Linked DNA regions of Mus musculus: region 2 is linked to region 1. The links are chromatin contacts, called in public Hi-C maps. All regions are on one chromosome and are shown on one strand. The core of a region is the stretch at or near the end of the contact, and the rest is flanking DNA. Distances in the headings are between cores, read along the strand shown. Region 1 has its middle 8.3 kb from the start of Gm50340. Region 2 has its middle 19 kb from the start of Dagla.

Evidence for each region. A called contact is a pair of places that touch in the nucleus more often than the background predicts.
Region 2: a contact with region 1 is called in a Hi-C map of extraembryonic endoderm stem cells, with 1.9 times the contacts expected there. A contact is called at or near these places in 1 of 484 Hi-C or Micro-C datasets (extraembryonic endoderm stem cells) and 1 of 130 datasets of targeted methods (pancreatic cancer cells).

Annotation. Positions count from the first base shown.
Region 1 is chr19:9,905,758-9,910,291 of GRCm38.p6, forward strand. No RefSeq gene overlaps it. Among named protein-coding and RNA genes, the nearest start is that of Gm50340, 8.3 kb to the left of the region's middle.
Region 2 is chr19:10,321,642-10,326,175 of GRCm38.p6, forward strand. No RefSeq gene overlaps it. Among named protein-coding and RNA genes, the nearest start is that of Dagla, 19 kb to the left of the region's middle.

The DNA of each region.
Region 1 (4,534 bases), core at 1,479-3,978:
TCTTTCCAGTTTTGTTGTTGCTGTTGTTGTTTGTTTTGTTCTTTAATGTAGGCCCTTAGTACTGTGAACTTGCCTCTTAAGACAGTCTTGGTTGCTGGGGAGTGGTGGCACACGCCTTTAATCCCAACACTGGAGAGGCAGAGACAGGTGGATTTCTGAGTTCAAGGTCAGCCTGTTCTACAGAGTGAGTTCCAGGACAGCCAGGGCTACACAGAGAAACCCTGTCTCCAAAAAAAAGAAAAAAAGAAAAAGACAGCCTTGGTTTAAAGTCTGTTTTGTCAAATATTAAAATTATTATACGGGCTGGTGAGATGGCTCAGCGGGTAAGAGCACTGACTGCTCTTCCGAAGGTCCTGAGTTCAGATCCCAGCAACCTACATGGTGGCTCACAACCACCTGTAATGAGATCTGATGCCCTCTTCTGGTGCGTTTGAAGTCAGTTACAGTGTACTTATATATAATAATAAATAAATCTTTTAAAAAAAGAACCATTTTTTAAAAAAATTATTATACCAGCTTTCTTTTAGATTGATTTGCTTGGAATATCTTTCCATCCTTTTACCCTGAAGTGACACTGTCCTTGAAGTGAATGTGTATTTCCTGGATGCAGCAAAAGGATGAATCCTGGTTTTGCATCCCTTCTATTAGTCTGTGTTTGAGGTGGGGATGCAGATTGAGACCATTGATATTGAAAGGTAGCAATAAGCAGTGTTTGTTGATTTATGTTATTTTGTTGTAGGGTGTGTGTGTGTGTGTGTGTGTGTGTGTGTGTGTGTTCCCCTCTTGATTTGCTTGTGTGGGATTATTTAGTCTTTGTTGGGGGGGTTGGGTTTTGTTTTGTTTTGTTTTGGATGTGGTTACCACTGTAGTTTGGAGTTTTCCTTCTAGTGCTTCCTGTAGGAATGGATTTGTAGATAGATAATGCTTTAATTTGGTTTTCTCATGAAATATCTTATTTCCTCCATCTATTGTGATTGCTGGTACATCAGTCTGGACTGGCATCTGTGATCTCTTTCAGTCTGCAGCACATCTGCCCTGGCCCTTCTGGAGAGTCTCAGTCAAGTATATTTCTAATAGGTCTGCCTTTATATAGTACTTAGTCTTTTTCCCTTGCAGCTGTTAATATTCTTTCTTTGTTCTATACATTTAGTGTTTTAATTATTATGTGCTGAGAGAACTTTCTTTTCTGGTCCAGTCTATTTGGCATTGTGCGTGCTTCTTGTACTTTGATAGGCATCTCCTTCTTTACATTAGGGAAAATTTCTTCTATAATTTTGTTGAAAATACTTTCTGTGCCTTTGTCTTAGTCAGTGTTTTCTTGCTGTGAAGAAACATCATAACCACAGCTATTCTTATAAAGGAAAGCATTGAATTGGGGCTGGCTACAGTTTCAGAGATTTAATCTATTGTCATCATTGTGGAAAGCATGGCAACATCCAGACAGACATGATGCTGCGAGTTCTACATCCAGACATACGTGATGATGAGAGTTCTACATCCAGACAGACATGATGCTGCGAGTTCTACATGCAGATCTGTAGGGAGCGTGGAGTGACAGAGATAGGGGGAATAAAACAAATTAAAGTTTTTCTTTTTTTGGTGTTTTTTTGTTTTGTTTTGTTTTGTTTTTGTTTTTGATTTTGATTTTCAAGACAGGGTTTCTCTGTGTAGCCCTGGCTGTCCTGGAACTCACTCTGTAGACCAGGCTGGCCTCAAACTCAGAAATCCACCTGCCCCTGCCTCCCAAGTGCTGGGATCAAAGGCGTGCGCCACCATGCCCGGCTTTTTTTTTTTTTTTTAGCAATGCTTTTTTAATATTTTGTCTTATTTATTTATGTATATGAGTGCTCTGTCTTTCTATTTGTCTGCAGGACAGAAGAGGGCATCAGATCCCATTATAGCTACTGTGTAGGTGCTGGGAATTGAACTCAGGACCTCTGGAAGAGCAATTAGTGCTCTTAACCACTGAGCCATCTCTCCAGCCCACAAATTATTTTTAATATATGTACTTCGTTAACTAATCCAGTGCCTGTATTTCTCTACTTTATGCTAGCCTCCCCCCCCAAAAAAAAAAAAAAACAGAGAAACCAAGATGTATTTAAAAGTGTACCTAAATCTCTGAGCAGCTAAATGATCTTAATCCCTAATCTGGCTGCCTCCCAGCCATGGCCCCAATAGACTGCTTCTTCTTATTGGTCTGTGTAGTGGCTATTCCTGGTTGTCAACTTGACAATATTTGGAATGAACTACAATCCGGAATTGGAAGGCTCACCAGTGACCCTTATCTTGAGGCTTGGAGATCCTTATCTGGATCTTGGTTTGGAGATCTTGAGCCATAGTGGCTATGGATTCCAGAAGATTGAATCTCCGAGTTTAAGGAACATACCTTTAATCTGGGCTACACCTTCTGCTGGAGACAATATAAGGACATTGGAAGAAGGGAGTCTAGCTCTTGCTCCTTCGCCTGCTTGCTGCGTGAGACTGAGTAACTGCTAGATCCTTGGACTTCCATTCACAGCTGCGACTGAACAATTGTTGGGAATTGGGCTGCCGACTGTAAGTCATCAATAAATTCCTTTACTATCTAGAGACTACCCATAAGTTCTGTGACTCTAGAGAACCCTGACTAATACAGTCTTGCTCTTGGAGCTTCAGGTATGTTTCTGTGCTCTCTCTGGACCCCTTCCTCATGGCTCCAGTTTCTTCATCCTCCTGGCTTATCTCAGTCTCCCTCTCTCCTTTTCTGCTCTCTCTGGCAGGCAGATATCCAGGCCTATTCTTCCTTCTGCCCAGCCATTGGGTGATCAGCATTTATTGACAAGGCAGAAAATAAATGATAAGAACTGTTTACACAAACTTGAGTCAGACATTACAAATGCTATGTCTGGATTGAAACAGGCTATGAAGGCAGAGAAATCAGCATTTGAGTAACACAAGGATTACTTTACAAAGCAGCTTGGTAGATAAAAGCTTTGTGCCTCAGAGGCATTCAAATGTATGAGCCATTTCATTTTGTCTTCTCTTCTTTTGTTTTGTTTTGTTTTGTTTTGTTTCTGATTTTTTCAAGACGGGTTCTCTGTGCAACCCTGGCTATCCTGGAACTCTGTAGACCAGGCTGGGCTCAAACTTAGAGACAGCTGTCTACCTCTGCCTCCCAAGTGCTGGGATTTTGTTTTTCTTTTGGTTTAGCATTTTCTTTGATTGAGGCTCCATTTCTTGTATCATATCTTCAACACCTGAGAGTCTCTCTTCTAGCTTGTGTGTTCTGGTGGTGAGCTTCTGTTTGAGTTCCTGCATTTTTCATTTCCAGATTTCCCTCAGGTTTTTTTTTTAATTGATTCTATGTTCACTTCCAGGTCTTAAGCTGTTTTACTCATTTTCTTCCACTGTTTGTGTTTTCATAGATGTCTTTAAAGGATATTTCATTTTCTTGATCATACTCATAAAGGCTATCTTAATGTCTTTTTCTTGTGCTTCAGTTGGTTTGCAGTTCCCCAGGGCTGCTGTGGTAGGGTGGTTTGGCTCTAGTGGAGACATATTGTCCTGGCTGATGCTGTGTTATTATGCTGGTGTCTCGGCATCTGGGTTTGGGAAGATTGTAGCACTAGGTGCTGATATCTGGTCTTGTCTTTGTTGAGTGAGTGTTTTGTTCCTTGGTTGCTGTTGACCTATCTGGTTCTTAGGAGAATGTGGTGGCTGTCTGATGCCTGGTAGGAAAATTCTTCTGATAGGTGTGACCACTCGGGGATCTCAAGTAAGATGGGTTCCTAGGTATTGAGAGCTATCACGTAGGAATGAGCTGGGGGCGGGGAGCTACAGGATGGATTCACAGGAGAGAGAAAGACAGGAAAGCAGCGCATTCCACCAGCATCTGCTTAGTCCCTCGGGACTGGGGGGAAGAGAGTGAGGAGAGGTAGTCCACTAGAGAGCTGGGGATGAGTCTGGGGGAAAGGGTGAAGATCTTCAGTTATCCTACCTGCTTCCCTGGAGAGAATAAGCTTTTCTTCTTTTTTTTTTTTTTTTTTTTTTTTTTTTGAAGAGTCTCTATAGCCTAGGCTGCTCTGGTACTAGACATCTTTATGTTGCACCTTTCCGGGCTCTGTAATGAAATGTGTCCAACCCCACAACCAACAAATAAGCTTTAAATTTTAGTTTGTTAATGGGACAGTATGAAGCCTTTAGAAAATGAAATTCTACCATTCTACAGCACTGACAAACCTTGAGGACATTTTGCTACTATAACTAAGTCACGAACAGATAAATATCTGTAGTATTCTTATGTAAGGTCTCATAAGTAGCTTATTTAAAAAGTAGACCAATAGCCGGGTGTGGTGGCGCACGCCTTTAATCCCAGCACTTGGGAGGCAGAGGCAGGTGGATTTCTGAGTTCGAGGCCAGTCTGGTCTACAGAGTGAGTGCCAGGACAGCCAGGTCTACACAGAGAAACCCTGTCTCTGAAAGATCCTGACAAAATATAAAATATAAAAGGTCACAGAAGCCCTGAAATTGGCAAAATAGATTTCATTGTTAGCAG
Region 2 (4,534 bases), core at 795-3,294, 420 kb after region 1:
CTCCCAGACTCCCTATCCCTGTGAGATCCTGTTAAAATGGTAGCACAGTTCAGCCAGCATCCTTCTTGGTCTTTCTAAGACTCTCCAATGGCTATTTACAATCTCCCACCACCTCTGGTCCACCCTGTTTCTATTTCTCCCCAGAATGCTCCATTCAGTGTAGCATGAACTAAGAAGTGTGGCACATACCTGTTATAACAGTACTTAGGAGGTGGCAGGAGGAAGGATCCAAGTTCAAGGTCATCCCAGCCACATGGCACGTTCAAGACCAGCCTGGGTCATACAAAACCATATTTAAAAAAATATCAAGGGGGGCTGCTATTTGATTAATTATTGTCTATTTTGAGACAGGGAACCATGTAACTCAGGCTAGCTTTAAATGCACTGTGTAGTCAAAGCTGGCCCTGAGTTCCCAACTCTCCTGCCTCTACCTCCCAAGTGATGGAATTACAAGTGTTTGCCACTACACAAGGCTATAATGTCATATTAAATCAACCAAGTCCTTTGCACAGATCCAGACAGGAAACTCTAGATTTCCTTCAGCCTCAGTCTCCATTGCTATCTAAACCACCATCAGCATTAATCTGAGTTGATACCAGGCCAACCTCTCTGCCCTCCCTCCACTGAGGATCCACGGAGTCCCAGGGATGCCCAACCTCACTGTCCTCATTACTGCAGAGAAGTGACTTTGCTGATAGCTGTCTATGGGAGGAGCTTCTGGGCATGTTTGGCCCTATCTTTGTGCAAAGTGTCTACTAATTTATCCCAAAGCAGCCTGTGGTATTCCCACTGGGCCAGAGACCGTGTAGTTGAATGTCAGGGTCAAGGACGGGACCACGAAAGCCCACCTGGCCTAGGTATGTAGGGAGATACCTTACCCTCTGTCTCACAATGGATCTGTCTTGGATGGGATGAGATTCTTCCCTGGAATCTTTCAAATAGAACATTTTGCTCCCCTTCCCCCCGGCAGCCACTTCTGTCTGGCCAGTTCCAGGCCTGAGTGGGAACAGTTTTCTAGAAGTATCTTGGAGATGCCAGAACAGAATGGGAAGTCATGGGTACAGCACGGTGAAGGGAAGGTGGGTGGTGGGAGCTGGCAGAGATGCCGACTGGACATTCCAGAGAGAAGAGGCCTCTGCACCCAGGCAAGGAAGCTGGGTGGCAGCACGTGAGGGGACAGCCTGGCTAGACCACATAGGTGCTTTTTTCCAGACCTGAGGGAGTCTGGAAAAGACACTGACTGGCAGGAGTGGGCAAAAAGACTAGTCATGGAAAAACCCCTTGGGGGAGAGGGAAAGGCTCCATTTAACAGAACAGCAATGGAGGTAGATTCCACATCCCACAGGCGAGTGAACAGCTGAGTATTTCGTCTCAGCGACAGCCTTCTCCTGGCTGAAGGCTGGTGCTGAGGCCCATTCAGAAATGGGTCTCCTGAATTATACAAATGTGGGCTCTGGAGTGGGGGTTTGCAGGCTGGTGGTACCTGACTCCTATGACAAATATTTCCTAGTGTTCCCTTCTCTGAGTAGAAATGAAATTCATAAATAACCTCACCTGTGTGCACATATGCTTTTAAACAAATGAAAAAAAAATCAATGTAATATCCTAACTACACCATGAAGGAAAAAAAAAAGTGATTCATAATAAAATAATACGAACTTCAGGACGCAGGACGCAAACTGACTCTGAGAGGCAGATAGGATTTCATGGCCCCACATTTGCTCCTAGAGAAGCAACCGTGAGGGCCACAGCAGCCACAAGGACAGTGGACACAGGTGGCTGTGAAGCTGACTCAGACACCACGAGCCGCCCTGTTGCCAGTGACATGAATTAGGCACCGAGTCCTGGCAAGATGCCAAACAAAACAAAGGACAATCTTCTCTCTGAATACACAATAGTCTCGTTCCCAGAAAACTCTGTGTATATAAGAAGCATGAAAGATTACTTCGTGTTTATATATAAACAGGTCACACTCGTGCACACACAGATGCACACAGCTATTGTGACCAAGAAGACGTCCTTGCAGATCTCCCAGAGTCCTCTGAGGAGCTGACTGGGACTCATTCAGCAATTGTTCTTTGAGCCACGTGTATGATAGCAGCCACAAAGAGCAGAGGGTAGGGGCCAATTTCTAGTGTCTGGGAAGGGGGTGGAAAGACCTTGTGAGTGAGTCCTGGGACATAGCATCAGAGCAGAGCTAACTGGAGGTATCTGGCTGCTGCTGACTTCCCCGAGATGTGCTTGGCAATAGATGCTGAACAGAACAAAGGATGTGCTCTGTGAGACTTTTGGAAGCTGGGCTATCTCCCCCTCTCCATAGTCACACCATCCACAAGTCAATTATATACATAGTGAATGGTCAATAAAAATGACATTCATACCTCTTAGTCACCAGGCACTGGGACTACACCATCCACAAGTCAATTATATACATAGTGAATGGCCAATAAAAATGACGTTCATACCTCTTAGTCACCAGGCACTGGGGCCCACCTTCAACTCATATAGCCTTCAACGAGTCCTGGGAGTCAGAGTCTGCACTCACCATCATTTGTAATGGGGACGTTAACAAACTGGGGCGATAGCTCAGAGGTAGAACTCTCTTGTTTAGCAAATTCAAAGCCCTGTGTTCAATTACCACCACCACCACCACCACCACCACCACCACCACCACCACCACCACCACCGCCACCGCCACCACAAGAACAACAACAACAACAAAGCAACAGCATGGAAGGTGGGGTTAACTGAAGCCTGGAGAAGCAGTCTCTTGCCCAAGACCAGGCAGTTTATACTGGAAGAGCTAGGGATCGAACCCAGGGCTTTGGGCATCCTGGATGAGCACTTTATCAAGCCACACCCCCAACTGGTAAATAAAATAGCCTTTTAAGGACTGGGGTGTAGCTCAGTGGCAGAGCTCTTGCCTCAAATCAAAAAGGCCATGGGTTTGATCTCCTGTAACAAAAAATAAATAAAAGGACCCAGCATGGAACAAAGTCTGTAGTCTCAGCGATCCAGCAGCCCAGGGTTGGCTGCCAAGGGTTGCTGGAGTCTGAGCGTTTGAGATCTTGTTTCAAAATAAAATTAAGACAAGTTTGTTATCCTCAAAGTCTAACATGCAGATGAGAAAACATAAAAAGGAAACAAAGCTGTCATTCTGTGCCCCCGGTGAGTCTCACTGTAAACATCTTATTGTCTGGCCTCTTTTTATGAATGTCAATGTTCTAATCAATATGAAAGCCTACTGTGCAGTCAGTAACAGCTTCAGCCTCTTCCTGCCAACCCATCTATATCTTTCTTCTTTAAAAACTACTTATTTGACTAAAACATATGTGTTTGTATGTTCATGTCTCCATATATGTGAACCACATGTGCTCAGATGCCCAGATATCCTGACAGATACCTGGAGGCTGGACAGATCTCCTGAAGGAGAGACAGATCCCTAGAGGCTACACAGATTCTCTGGGGGTTACACGGAGCCCCTGGAGGCCAGATAGACTCCCTGGAGGCTACACAACCTCCTGAATCTTGGGTTGTAGGTAGTTGTGAGACACTTGTTATGGGTTCTGGGAACTTTAGCCTCAGGCTTAGGGCTTACTAAGCAAGCAAGCCACTTCTCTAGCCCTCAGCTACATCTTTCTACTCCACAGTCTCTACTCGGGTTCCTTCATGGCCCCCAATTACCCCTCATGTTGATTGCTGGAAATATAGGTCCTCTTGACACCACAAGGCCTCCAGGTGTGAACCTTCAAGTCTCAGCTTTACCAGTCCCTGTGTTATAAAGATCTGACTGAGCCAGCTGTATCACAAACTCTAGAATCCCCTGGAAAATGGGTGTATGAGCTTGCCTGTGAGGGATCATTGTGATTCTGTTAATTGATGTGGAAGACCCGTTTTGCTGTGGGCGGGACCATTCCCAGGCTGGGGTCCTGGACTACGAAGCACAGGGGTCTGAAGAACAACACTCATCTCCATCTCTTACTGTGGATGAGATGTGACCAGCTGCTCTGAGCTCCCCCTGCCTTGATTTCGCCACCGTGGAGGGTCATACTTGAGCTGTGAGCCAAGACAAACCCTTCCTCATGTAAGTTGCTTTTGCTAGAGTGTTTTAATCAGTGATGGGAAATGACACTAACTTTCACTCTGGTAATGACTTACCTCGTTCACTTCATTACTTGTCTTCTACACTTACAGGCGGGAGCCATTCAGTGTATTGGTCATTCTGGCGACATATCTGACAGTTTAAGGGAAGAAACGCTGATTTGGGCTCATAGTTTTGGAGGATCCAGTTTGTCATGAGGTAAGTCAGGTTTGAGGCATCCAGAGTGTGTGATGGTAACTGCTGACATGGGACAGTTCTGGAGATAGAGAGAGCTAGATGGGAGATGGGTAATCTGCAAAGACATACCCCTAGTGACCACAGCTGTCAACCGGGCCCTACCTCCTAAAGGCTTCATAGAACCACAAGCCAGGGCCTGGCCATTCAAAACGTTTAAATAGAATGGGAGAAAGAGATCTGTGAACATGGCTAAGT